Linked DNA regions of Mus musculus: regions 1, 3 and 4 are each linked to region 2. Evidence: chromatin contacts called from public Hi-C and promoter capture Hi-C data. All regions are on one chromosome and are shown on one strand. Each heading gives the region's core, a stretch centred on a gene start, on an enhancer-like site or on the middle of the called end of the contact. The rest is flanking DNA. Distances are from core to core; before and after follow the strand shown. Region 1 holds the start of Nedd1 (neural precursor cell expressed, developmentally down-regulated gene 1). Region 2 holds the start of Apaf1 (apoptotic peptidase activating factor 1). Region 3 holds the start of Cfap54 (cilia and flagella associated protein 54). Region 4 holds the start of Actr6 (ARP6 actin-related protein 6).

Evidence for each region. Promoter capture Hi-C pulls out the DNA fragments that hold promoters and counts their contacts. Hi-C and Micro-C count contacts between places; a contact is called where the count stands out from the background. Capture Hi-C pulls out chosen DNA fragments and counts their contacts.
Region 1: a contact with region 2 is called in a promoter capture Hi-C map of adipose tissue, with 4 times the contacts expected there. The contact joins the promoter of Nedd1 here to the promoter of Apaf1 in region 2. A contact is called at or near these places in 2 of 39 promoter capture datasets (both in liver), 2 of 484 Hi-C or Micro-C datasets (CD4 T cells and uterus) and 1 of 9 other capture datasets (adipose tissue).
Region 3: a contact with region 2 is called in a Hi-C map of B cells, with 6 read pairs. The contact joins the promoter of Cfap54 here to the promoter of Apaf1 in region 2. A contact is called at or near these places in 2 of 39 promoter capture datasets (hippocampal neurons and pre-B cells), 1 of 484 Hi-C or Micro-C datasets (B cells), 2 of 115 datasets of contacts at active chromatin or transcription factors (astrocytes and large pre-B cells) and 1 of 9 other capture datasets (liver).
Region 4: a promoter capture Hi-C map of liver shows a contact between it and region 2, with 5 times the contacts expected there. The contact joins the promoter of Actr6 here to the promoter of Apaf1 in region 2. A contact is called at or near these places in 7 of 39 promoter capture datasets (cranial neural crest, embryonic stem cells, hippocampal neurons and 4 more), 2 of 484 Hi-C or Micro-C datasets (B cells and muscle stem cells), 8 of 115 datasets of contacts at active chromatin or transcription factors (astrocytes, bone marrow-derived dendritic cells, embryonic stem cells and 3 more) and 2 of 9 other capture datasets (liver and macrophages).

What each region holds. Positions count from the first base shown.
Region 1 is chr10:92,720,653-92,723,695 of GRCm38.p6, forward strand. It overlaps Nedd1 (neural precursor cell expressed, developmentally down-regulated gene 1), which reads right to left and starts at 1,766. Exons shown (of 15, transcript NM_008682.2): 1 at 1,671-1,766.
Region 2 is chr10:91,081,150-91,084,029 of GRCm38.p6, forward strand. Apaf1 (apoptotic peptidase activating factor 1) reads right to left here and starts at 1,594. Exons shown (of 27, transcript NM_009684.2): 1 at 1,034-1,594. It overlaps Ikbip (IKBKB interacting protein), which reads left to right and starts at 1,890. Exons shown (of 3, transcript NM_026166.2): 1 at 1,890-2,147. The coding sequence starts at 1,978.
Region 3 is chr10:93,080,196-93,083,471 of GRCm38.p6, forward strand. Cfap54 (cilia and flagella associated protein 54) reads right to left here and starts at 1,427. Exons shown (of 68, transcript NM_001347060.2): 1 at 1,070-1,427. The coding sequence starts at 1,401.
Region 4 is chr10:89,730,832-89,734,078 of GRCm38.p6, forward strand. It overlaps Actr6 (ARP6 actin-related protein 6), which reads right to left and starts at 1,464. Exons shown (of 11, transcript NM_025914.3): 1 at 1,343-1,464. The coding sequence starts at 1,410.

The DNA.
Region 1 (3,043 bases), core at 516-3,015, 1.6 Mb after region 2:
GGTGGTGCACGCCTTTAATCCCAGGCAGAGGCAGGTGGATCTGTGAGTTTGAGGCCAGCCTAGTCTGTGGAGCTAGTTCCAGACAGCCAGGGCTACACAGAAAACCCCTATCTCAGAAACAAAACAAACAAACAAAAACAGCAACAAAAAAGAGTACTATACTACTATCCAATTAACAAACTTGGTAATTCAATTTATCCTATTGCCTGTCTGAAGACATTAGATATATTAACAATGAGTTTGAATGAAGTGGGTTGCAACCGATATTTGTTTAGATAGAAATAAAATCAATGGAGAAAACTAAGGCACAAGCAGATGCTAGTTTTTAATTCCTGTGTGTGTGTGTGTGTGTGTGTGTGTGTGTGTGTGTGTGTGTGTGTTTAATCCATAGTGTTCCTGTGTGTGTGTGTGTGTGTGTGTGTGTGTTTAATCCATGGTAGCCACACAAAATATGTTTCTTTTTATAGGTCAACACAGTTTCATTGATACTTGAAGTCTAATAAAAAGTGGTTACTTTTTTTTTTTTTTTTTTGGTTTTTTGAGACAGGATTTCTCTGTATAGTCCTGCCTGTCCTGGAACTCACTCTGTAGACCAGGCTGGCCTTGAACTCAGAAATCCGCCTGCCTCTGCCTCCCGAGTGCTGGGATTAAAGGTGTGCGCCACCACGCCCTACTTTTTTTTTTTTTTTTTTTTTTTAAGGGATGCTACGGCAGCTACAACACACTGAATTGATTCCATCTGGTGACATAGGGGGCTGAATTTAACCAAGGTTAAAGGCCAACAGTGGTCAAAGACACGCCCCCACATCATCAACAAAAGCATCATACATATCTGGGTTCCAGAGGACAAACTAAAAAGCATAAGGCAGAAATCATTGAGTCTCAAGAGGAAAAATAAATAAATAAATAAAGTTTATGGAAAGGATTAAAACAGTTATTTGTTGTGCATATTTTTGGATACAGTAGTGTGTGGGGTGGTTCTGAGTTAGAAGGGACCCCTAGTAGGTGAGGCTAAAAACTTGCAGAGTCACCTGTTGAATTGTAGACAATGTTTCTATTTGGTGACTAAAACACTTACTCAATGCCCCTTGTTCCCCGGCCCATGGAAAAACACAGGGTAGAAAAGTTGAACTCTGAAGAACAGTAAACAGCTGCAAGCTGCTGCTACCCTAACCCCACACAAGGAGCCTACTGTGCAGTGTGGTGCAATGAGTGGATCAAGGCTCTTCAGAAGAGTTAAGCGACCCACACAGCTTCAGTGAGGCTGACTTCACGGAGACCTCTCACAGTCCCTTCGCTTGGCTTCTGGGCTCTGACATCAGTCCCCGGGAGAGGATCCCGGGAAAGAAGAGCGACAGCGACCAACTGCACTCTCTGCTCAAGAAGAGTTCTCGGGAGTTGCACCCCTAGCCCAGGGCGCCTGCGCTCAGCAGCTACGGGCGAGCCAGACCCGGGAGTCGGGGTGGACGAGCCGCTCGGGGCAGCTTGGCCCTTAAATCCGGGGCCCGCGACCCGGTCCTGTCCTGTCCTGTCCTGCCCGGTCCCCGGCCACTTTCCAGCGCGCGCGCGCGCCCGCTGCCGCCCAACGCAGGACCGAAGAGGCTGACCTCGGGGGTCCCCGGCCCAAGGCCACCGCGCTCACAGAGCCTCCCTGTCAGGCGGAACCTCACCTCTCAAGCGTGGGGCCACAGGGGAGGCCCAGCTCCACCCGTTCCTCGCTGCGCTTCCGGCTCCCGCCTGGACTGTTAAACTTGGGCGGCCGGAAGTCCCGCCTCGCATGACGTCACGGGAAAGGCGGTGCCCCGAGCGCTCAGCCCGCGGGGGTGCTGGGTGGCCTCCCACCCTGGGGCGGTGCAGAGGAAGATATCCTAGCCTGTAGCTACTGCTCCTTTATCACTCATTTGTTTGCTGGCTACTGTGTGCCAGGCGCTGAGTTAGGCTGTGGGTGTGCACTTACTGTGTTTAGCTTGAAGGGACAAGAGGTCAGTCAACACGCAGGTTCCCTAGCCTGCTGGAGATTACAGTCTAGTTAGGAAGTTAATATTAACACTTCTGTAGGGAAAGGGAAGGCAAGAATAAAATGCCAGGCAGTGGCGGTGCACACCTTTAATCCCAGCACTAGGGAGGCAGAAGCAGGCAGACTGCTGAGTTCTAAGCCAGCCTGGTCTACAGAGTGAGTTCCGGGACAGCCAGGGACTACACAGAGAACCTCTGTCTTGAACAAAACAAAACAGAAGAATAAAAGATGGGGAATTCACGGGCAACTCTCAGTTCCCACAAAAAAAGGTGTCACAGTTATCACAAAGAAGAACGCTCATAATAAAGGCAATTAACATGGTTGGTTTAGGAGAGGATTACTTGAGAGGAAGCCAAGAAAAGCTGCAGGTTAAACATCTAACTTCAAAGGGGTGTGGTGGTACAAGCCTTTAATCCTAGCACTCAGGAGGCAAAGGCAATGGGATCTCTGTGAGTTCAAATCCATCCTGGTCTACTGAACGAGTTCCAGGACGGTTATACAAAGAAACTCAGTTTCAAAGAGGGGAGGGAATGGAGAGGAAATTGTGGCAGGAGTGGGAGAAGGAAAGGAGGGGAAGAGAAAGGAAGGGGTGGGAGGGAAAAGGAGGAAAGCAGAGGAGAGGAACATCTAACCCAAAACGAACCCTAACCCTGAGAACAAACCCAGTAGTGACTTCAGCCTCTGAGCTAGCCATCTTCACATCCGCAGCTTCACATGCTGCTGTTCAGGTACATGAACACCAACTCAGTGGTTTTTTGGTTTTTTTGTTTTTGAAGGAAATGTATTTCATGGTAGAAAGGGGCCAATGAACTGAGTTTTCCCAACATTCCTGCTAAAAGATTGCTCTGTTGAGAGTTCTTACTTCCATCACTGATAGCATGTTCCTATGGAAAGTGTTGCTCCTTTGTCCCAGGTGCACACCGGATGTGTTTCTCAACTGGATACATAATGTCCCAGTTATCTGAACCCATATCAAAAACAACTGGAAACCTAAGAAGTGCCAATCCCCACCTCCCCTAGGAGAAA
Region 2 (2,880 bases), core at 344-2,843:
AAGAAAAAAGGAAAATCAAAGAAAAAGAAATGACCAGAAACAAGACTAACATTTTTAGTTTCCTAAAAGTTTCTCAGCCGGGCATCGTGGCCCACGCCTTTAATCCCAGCACTCCGGAGGCAGAGACAGGTGGATCTCTGAGTTCGAGGCCAGCCTGGTCTACAAAGTGAGTTCCAGGACAGCCAGGGCTATGCAGAGAAACCCCGTTATGAAAAGATTTTTGGTTATGTCCAATAATTAAGCAAAAACCAAATACTCTACCGGGCAGTGGTGGAGCACACCTTTAATCCCAGCACTTGGGAGTCAGAGGCAGGTGGATTTCTGAGTTCAAGGCCAGCCTGGTCTACAGAGTGAGTTCCAGAACAGCCAGGGCTACACAGAGAAACCCTGTCTCCAAAAAAAAAAAAAAAAACAAAAACAAAAAACACTTTGACAACTAAGTTCCAATTTTCTCTAGCCTTACTGAACTCATATACATAAATTATATATATATATATAATATTTTTTTTGTTTTGGTTTTTTTTTTTTTTTTTTTTTTTTTTTTTTTTTGGTTTTTCGAGACAGGGTTTCTCTGTATAGCCCTGGCTGTCCTGGAACTCACTTTGTAGACCAGACTGGCCTCGAACTCAGAAATCCACCTGCCTCTGCCTCCCGAGTGCTAGGATTAAAGGCGTGCACCACCATGCCCAGCCATAAATTATATAAATTTTAAACAACTTTTTTCAAACTTTACACAAACTGGAATACTATGGGCAAATTCCCAGGGCCACAACCTCTTTGTGGCCACAACAAAACAGAAAGCCAAAACTGGTCCGAGATACAGACCACAATATAAAGGCTAAGTCTATCCAGGAAAACAGTAATAGTGGTCTACTTCCTCCTTAGATAATTTCTCTTCCTGGTACAAGAGCAGGAGGATGATTACCAAACATCCCGCGTCCCCTGATCTTTCAGTCCCTGGGAGCTACAACAGAACTTGCAAAGAGCCTGCCCAGAGGAGCTTGGGGAGGTGAGACCGAGGCAGTAAACTTACCCAAGCCTTTGCACCGGAGTTGTGCTGGGAAGAGCAGCCGGGGGAGGGTCACTGATGATAATCGAAAGAAAGCAGCCCAGGGAGGGTCACTTATGAGACTAGATTGCCAGAAAGCAGCCGGGGCTCCCGCCTGGCTTCCGGCGACCCCGCGCCCCGGGCAGGTCCTGACACCTCCCTGGGTATCAGCTGCTCGGGGCGCAGGGTGGATGCCCGGGATCTCCAAGCGGCGTCGAGGGGTGGTCACCTCGGTGGGCTTGCCTCGGGCCGCACCAGGGGAGGGTACCGGGACCCAGGGCACAAAAGCACGGCCACTCCAGTCGCCGCTTCACCCCTCTGGCGGGAGCTGCCCGGGCGGGAAGCGGACGCCGCTCGGAAAGCCGCTGCGACTGTCTCAGATCGTCGCCGGTGGCTGATGGCACACACCCCTCGCTGCCGACCCCCACACACCCCTCTCACACCCTTCCGCGAGCGGAGTGAGACGTCTGCTCCTCTAGCTGCCTCCTGGTCTCTGCCTCAGGACCGCGGAGCACTCAAACACCGCTGGGCCCGCCCAGTCCACACAGCGCGCGCCCGGGCACGCAAATTCACTCGCCCAGGGCCCGCCGCCGCGGCCGCGCGCGCGCGCCCCGCCCGGCGCGTGACCGCAAGCCCTGGTTGAGCGTTCTCGCATGCGCGGTGGGGTGGGGCTAAGCCGCGGGCTCGCGCCCAGCTAGACGTGGCACTCTCGGCCCCGCCCCCTCTACGCGCCTCTCCGCAACCTGCGCGCACCCGCGAGCTTGGGTCTCCCGCAGACTCAGTCGGGTAGCGGAATCCAGAGGCGGGGCCAGCCGCTTGAGGGCGGGGCACAGCCTTGGTGGGCGTGGCCTTCCGAAGCTGCTCTGCAGCCACGTCCCACGGCCCCCCTCCAAAGCCATCCTGGCTTCAAGATCTTCAGGGATCCAGACATGTCCGAAGTGAAGAGCCGAAAGAAGCCGGGGCCCAAAGTGGCTGCTCCTGAGCCCGAGAAGCGGAGTGATGGCAGGAAAAACCCCGAGGCGCGGGGGGACGCGGGCTGGGCGGACCCCCGCACTGGGCTCAGCCTGCTGTCTCTGGCGATGACCCTGGGCCTGGCCTGGTAAGTGTGCGATGCTGCAGGCCGTGGGTCGGGCCTCGCGTGGGCGCCTAGCACCTCGAGCCAACCCACTCTCGCTTGAATACGCTCTTTTAACAATGTTCTGGTAGCATGCTCCTGTCGCTGCCCTCTAAAGTCTGGGAACATGTCACCCAGGACTCGGCCCACACTTTATTAAGCATCTACTACTGCACGTCACAAGTTTGCACATACCTAAAAACCACTACTTCCCGTCCACTCTGTAGCTTTGCGGATGAGTTTGCTCCACCCTCCACCAAAAATCGCACTCTTAAAATGTCTGCAGCCTAATAAAAAAAAGTTCGTTGTTGCTGAGCGATAAATGCTAATGAGACTTTCTCCTATTTAGAGCTGTGTGCCTACATTAAAACTATAGTCCTTTTTTAAAGATTTATTCTTGTTTATGTGTATGAGTGTCAGTGTATTTGTGCACGTGTGTGCAGGTGCGCGAGGATCCCGCAAGAGAGTGTCAAATCCAAGAAGCTGGAGTTACCAATGGTTGTAAGACACCAGACATGCATGTTCTTAACAGCTATAAAAGACTATATAGTCTTACTCCTAAATTACAAGTTGAACTGTATGTAACATTGTAAAGAATATGTTTTCCCTTAAGACTAAACATTCGTGTTTTCTTATTGTTGTTGTTTTAGTTTTTTGATACAGGGTTTCTCTGTGTAGCCCTGGCTGTCCTTGAACTCACTTTGTAGGCCAGGCTGGC
Region 3 (3,276 bases), core at 177-2,676, 2.0 Mb after region 2:
AGATGGCTAACTAACAAATGGACCGACGAAGCCTACAGTGTCAGTGTGCTGGACAAAGGGGTGAATTCAAACCCTGGGTGGGTCAGAACAGTGCAGAGCAAGATTTTGTCAGACTGCTCAGAAGGGACTATAAACAACGCCAATTGTTTGTTTCTGGAATTTTCCATTTAAGATTTGCATAGCCTTTGACCACAGGTAAGTGAAACTTGGGGTGGGGGGAGTAGATAAAGGGATGGTGGGAATGCTGTGCCCCATGTTTGTTTAGTACAAGACTATACTCACAGAAATATATGATTTGGGGGAGAGGGGTTTATTGTTAACTTGATGCCTTCCTAGTTTTGAGAAAAGTACCTGTCAAAAATATGTCTACTCAACAAATCATTAAGATGTTTGGTTGAATTATAAATGTAAGTTAAAAATGTGTAATCAGATTAAATGCATGACCAAAACATGTAAGTTTAAAATACTCACCAGAAAAAAAAAAGTTATTTGCCTGTCTGGTATTCTTCGCTGCTTCCCTATGTCTTGAAACTACTCATTTTGGAAAGCATTAGACCAGAAAAAAGATGGCAACATGAACAAAACCAAATCTTAGAAACTGGTAGTTTTCAGTTCACAGAAATAAGTTGGAAAAACAAACAAAAAACCCAATCAGACGCTCACAAAGAGCCACCAAGTCAAGGGGAAAAGAAGTTTCTGTAATCCCAACGGAATATAAAGAGAATAAAATGTACATGTTCACAATATGACAGACTTGGTTGAGACCTAAATTCAAGGACCTGAGCAACTGCCTCAGAGTTGGTCTTAAGTCTACTTTTGTCCTGTTTTGCGACCCATGAGTGAGCCAAGAGAGGCCATGAGAACGCTGAGACCAAACCCAGTGTTAGGAAATACTTCTGTGCAGATTTTTATTTTGACCTGAGAAGGAAGACATGAAACGTGTAGGGGGAGCTAAGGGCTGTAAGAGCTGGGAGTGGCTACAGCTCAGCTTGTCTCCAGGGCCCCACCCCTGTCGTGGTCCTCCAATGGCATCTCCAGGCGCCCTCCCCAGCACCCTGCCTCAGCTTACCACCTCCGATGGAATTCGTACTTCTGTTCCATTGAGGTGGCTAGAGCCTTCTTCTTCTTCATAAAGCCCAACAGCTCCCGGATCTCCTTCTCGCAAGAGGCCAGGAGTGGGTTTTTACTGTCCAGGGGCCCGTAGAAGGCGGCAGAGGGCAGCGAGTCCTCGGAGTGGGTACATTGCGGCGGGTCGGTCGAACTCGACTTGGACTCGCTGGGCGACTTGAGAACCGCGGTAGAGGTCGGCGGCGGCGTTGGGGGCAGATGCACCGGCGACACCGATGTCTCAGAGTCTGGGGACTCCTCAGAAGAACTGGAGGAGCTTCTGGAGGACGCCATGTCTATCAGAGTTCAGCAGGCTAGAGGCTGGTGGACAAGCGGTTGCCAAGCAACGATCTCCCGGCAACCAAGCCACCTGCACGCTCTCCGGAAGCACAGCGGCCCCTAGAGGGTGAGGAAAGTACAAACAGCCTGGAAAGGCAGGATGCTCTGAATGGCTGGCTATGTGTGTAACCCACTCTGGCCTCAAACTCACTATCCTCCAGCCTCAGTGTCTTGAGTGCTGGGATTACGGACATTCACATCCAACGCCGCTTGAGAGAGGGCTTTAAAGCAAAGAACCAATAAAGAAAATTACCATCAAAAATTCATACAATGTTTTCCCTATTTGGACCACCTACTAATATCCATGGTTACAATCATTAAGATGTATTGGGCATTATTCCAAGCATTTTGAGACATTACCTGTCTCATTAATCGTCATGACTTCATACCTCAGCTTCTATCCTATCTCCTCGGTTTCACAGCTTAGGGGAACATAGCTTGACTTTGACCAAACTCAGAGGATAACTGAGAATCAGGGGACAAGTCCTAATTATGTGCTGCAAAGCCAGTGATCATAAGAAATCTGCCGTCCTGGTGATGCCCCCAAGAGAAAGCACTGAAGCTGAATTCCCAAACCGAAATTAGGGAACTCCCTGACAATCTGGTTAAGACAAGCACCTTGTGTGGCTATGTTCTCTTCCCGCTGCAGTTTGAGTTTGTGAGTAATGATCATGAGTTACTGCCACTTCAGCCTTATCCTAAATGTCACGGTGTTCTAAATCAATATGCCTTTTGCTCAACTTTAACTCCTTGACATTAATATATGCTAAATGGTTTGAAGTGTTAACTCTCCAAATACTTTTTGTTTTTAAACGGGGAGATGGGAGATTTTTTTTTTCTCTCTGATGGACAAACTGTAGGTCTCAGAGGAAATGCTTAACACTAAAAAATGTTCTTTTCTTGCATCTCATGGGCCACAATGAGTCAAATTTATTAATTTGGGATTTGAATTTCAGCTAGCGGACATACTTTTCCTTACAAATTATGCAAGCCCAAAGAAATATTGAAGAACCAGAGATAGAGAGGTTGGCTTCAAAAACAAGGTCTTTAAACACTGAAAACGACTACCAATTCTTTCACATGCAAAATATAGACGGTGACCTTGGTATCCACTGAATAGTAAAGAAGCTCACTGGGCCACAGCCTTATCTCTTCCAGCTCCAAGCCCATTTCTTTCAAGCATCTGTACTAATTTGTAAGGTTGGTCTTCTCTGTCCTATGCACTGTACCTTAATATTCTTGGAAGGAAGATCACAGGGGAAATCACTTATTGGAGCAGGTAATTATGGCTAAAGAATCTTCCAGTGACACACAAGAGCAGGGACCTCTCTGTCAGGGCCCAGTTCTCCATCCAAGAGGCAGCACCTATTCTTGATGCACAATATTTTGTATTGGAGATGAGCAACAAACTTTAACATATTTAAAGAATGCAGGTTGGGAGGGGGAGGCGTCCATTGAGCTTTTGCCAAAAAAAAAAGAAAAAAAAATAATAGACACCTTTTAGTAATAGGCTTGGTAAATTCTCCCAGATCCCATTTTCCCTTGTTTGCAGATAGCAGCTCTGTCCACTTCAGATCAAAAGCCAGTGCAAATTGCCACTGAGAATGATCTGTTGTAGCAACGAATAGAATCGGCAGGAGGCAGGATCCAATTAAATTAAAGTGGTCAGAGGAGAGGAGAGAGCAGAGAACAAAGTGGGCTCGCTCCTTCCCAGCTTCTTGCGAATGACCTTTTCTCGTAGTGTACAGATTTCAAAGTCGCTGGTGGAAAAAGAAATGTGACGAAACTCAAGTGCTTGAATTATGAAACGGTCTATCTTAGTCATCGCGT
Region 4 (3,247 bases), core at 214-2,713, 1.4 Mb before region 2:
CACAATGCCCAGCTGGGCCACTGCGTAAGACCTTATCTCAATAAAGAACCACAGGGGCTTGGAGGCTATATAGTTCAGTAGCACAGCACTTTCCTAACATGTCCTAGGCCCATAATTCATTCTCCAGCACATTAAAAACAAAACAGAAAATCTGGTTCTATATGTATTTACATGCATCTGTTTATTTATGTATTTATGTGCACAGGTATTTTTCCTGCGTGTATGTCTGTGCACCGTGTGTGTGTGTGTGTGTGTATGTGAGAGAGAGAGAGAGAGGGAGAGAGAGAGAGAGAGAGAGAGAGAGAGAGAGAGGGAGAGAGAGAGAGAGAGAAAGAGAGGAGTTACAGACAGTTGTTAGCGGCCATGTAGGTGCTGGGAATTGAACGTAGGCCCTCTAGAAGAGCAGAATGAGCGGGTTAGCCATTTCTCCAGCCCCATGTACCTAGTTCTTAATGAGGAAAAAAAAAACTTATGTGGAAGCCTTATATATAAATGGCTTCCATCACCACTAAAGCTGTGAGAATCTGGTCATATGAGAATCTGGTCATATGGGCTGGGCTAAGAAGTAATGTTGTGCTTGTCCACCGTGCAAGAGTTCAACATAGCATTAAAAAAAAAAAATTCAGTCAAATGCCCACTGAGTTCTGAAGTAGTGGCCCTCAGCTGTAATCCTAGCAACCAGGAGGTGGAGGCAGGAGGATCTTAAATTCAAGGTCATCCTGGATTACACGCTGTGCTGCAAGGCAGCAGGGGGTGTAGCTCTGTGGGAAGGTACTAATTACCTACGCAAAGTCCTAGATTTCAGTTCTAGCACTGTGAAAGTCTACTATTTATTCAAACATACATTTTATAAAACACATCTTAAGATGCCACCGTAGCGTTCCTGACTTTACCAACCAGGTTATTCAACTTGGTTCCCCAATGCCTTCAAACTCCCTGGACTCTAATGAAGTGGGTTTTACTATTTGGGAGGTTGGGGGGCATTGAACCTTTTGAGGATCCGATGAAAACCTATAATCGTGTTCCCCTAAAGGCGAAACGTTGCCCACTATTTCTGAAATTTCATAAACTTTAGTCTCCTCAGTCAATCTCGAGAAGCCTATTTCCCGTTACCAAACGGAACATACATTCACTTCCGCAGCCCCGCGGCCTCAAACAAAAAATCAAAGTCAATTTCAGTTCAAAGCATCAAACCAACCAACGAACCCAGCTCGAAACTGAGCATCCCCCGACTGAGGCTGGAGGCGCGCGATGGCGTCTGTGGATCACGCAAATCGGAAAGCATAGTCTGTCAAGTTAAAAGGCGTACGTGTCCTGTCCCTCGGGAACGACGACCACTTACGAGACACTGTCATGGCTGTAACCGATTTTGGCGTTGTAAGCTCCATTATCCAGAACTAGGGTCGTCATTTCGGCACGCACCACGCTGCAGCGGAGTCGCTTTCCCACTGTTTGAATCTCCTCTGCTCAGGCTTCTTCCGGTACTCTATGGTCGATGGGGGCGTGGCCGTGGCGTAAACTTCCGGTTACCCTGACAACGGAGTACGCCAGAAGTCGAGCAGCGGAGCAGCCCTTCCTGTGCTTGTATCCAGTTTTCAAATGCATCGATTTTCGGTGGCAGCGACATTCCGTAGTAGAAACTGCTAAGTACTTTATTTCTTTTGATTTTCTTTACTGCGCACATTGGCGAGTGGAAGCTTTTTGTGAGCCCTTTGGTGGGCTGCGTGTGCGTGTATCTGATTAGAGTTGTTAAGACACTCCGAGCCTTGAAGAATTGAGTATGAAACCATACGCATCGTGGAACTGGATACGAAGTCTCTTCAGCCTCACCTTCATTTCTTGGCACTCGTCATCAGGTTATAGAATTTGGTCACAATAAATTATGTATGGGCTGTGTTGTTATCTGCGTTGTGCTTTAACTTATTTGCACATTCCCCAACGAATCCCCCTGCTTGTTCTCCGCTACTTATTTATGTATCCTATCTACAAAGGACTTCTTGACATCTGACATGTTCCTTGTCTGCTCTGACTCCTGGAATTAGATATCGTTCCTGGGTGTTTCTGTACAACGGAGAGCTTGTGTTTCATAATGTTAAGAAAAAGTTTTGGAGTTGAGCGTAATGGTACACGCCTTTAATCCCAGCACTCGGGAGACAGAGGGAGGTGGCTCTCTGGGTGTTCAAAACCAGCCTGGTTTACGTAGGACAGCCAGACATACACGATACAGAGAGTCTCTCTCAAAATGTTTTGATTGGAATGTAGACTCTGCTACAAAATAATCTCGGGTAATGAATCTGATATAAATGAATACACAGCCATGCTTAAGAGTAAGTTAGCTACACAGAGAAACCCTGTCTCAAAAAAACCAAAACCAAAACAAAAAAAAAAAAAAAAAAGAGAGAGTAAGCTGTTTCACTTTCTTTACACGTATTAACTAGTGTTTAAAACTCCAGGAGATAAAGAGATGAGAGTGTGGCCTTCTAATTTTAAACTGTGACTATGACATTAAAAACATATAAGCGGGCTGGAGAGACGGCTCAGAGGATAAGAGCACTGACTGCTCGTCCGAAGGTCCTGAGTTCAAATCCCAGCAACCACATAGTGGCTCACAATCACCTGTAATGAGATCTGATACCCTCTTCTGGTGCATCTGAAGTCAGCTACAGTGTACTTATGTATAATAATAAATAAATCTTAAAAAAAATGTTTAAACTAAGCCGGGCGGTGGTGGCGGACATCTTTAATCCCAGCACTTGGGAGGCAGAGGCAGGCAGATTTCTGAGTTCAAGGCCAGCCTGGTCTACAAGTGAGTTCCAGGACAGCCAGGGCTATACAGAGAAACCCTGTCTCAAAAAAAAAAAAAAAAAAAAAAAAAAGAAAAAAGAAAAAAAAAGAAAAAAGAAAAAAATGTTTAAGCAACTTAATGACCCTTGGGTTATCTAAATTATAAAATAAACTAATATGACTCTCACTATGTTATAGAATGGTTTAATATTAGTGTTAGAAGTCAAGCACCTACCTGTCAATAGATACTGTTATCATTTTTTTTAGTTTGCTTAATATTTATTTTGAGATAGGGTTTAACATAGCCCAGGCTGGCTTCAAATTTACTATATAGAAGGGCGCTCTTGAACTTGGGATCCTCCTGTCTCCGCCTGCAGGAGTTCTGGAATTACAGGCCTGCGCAACCTTGCCTGGATTGTCTGGTACTGAGGACAAAACCCCAGGGCTTCATGCACCTTCTGTC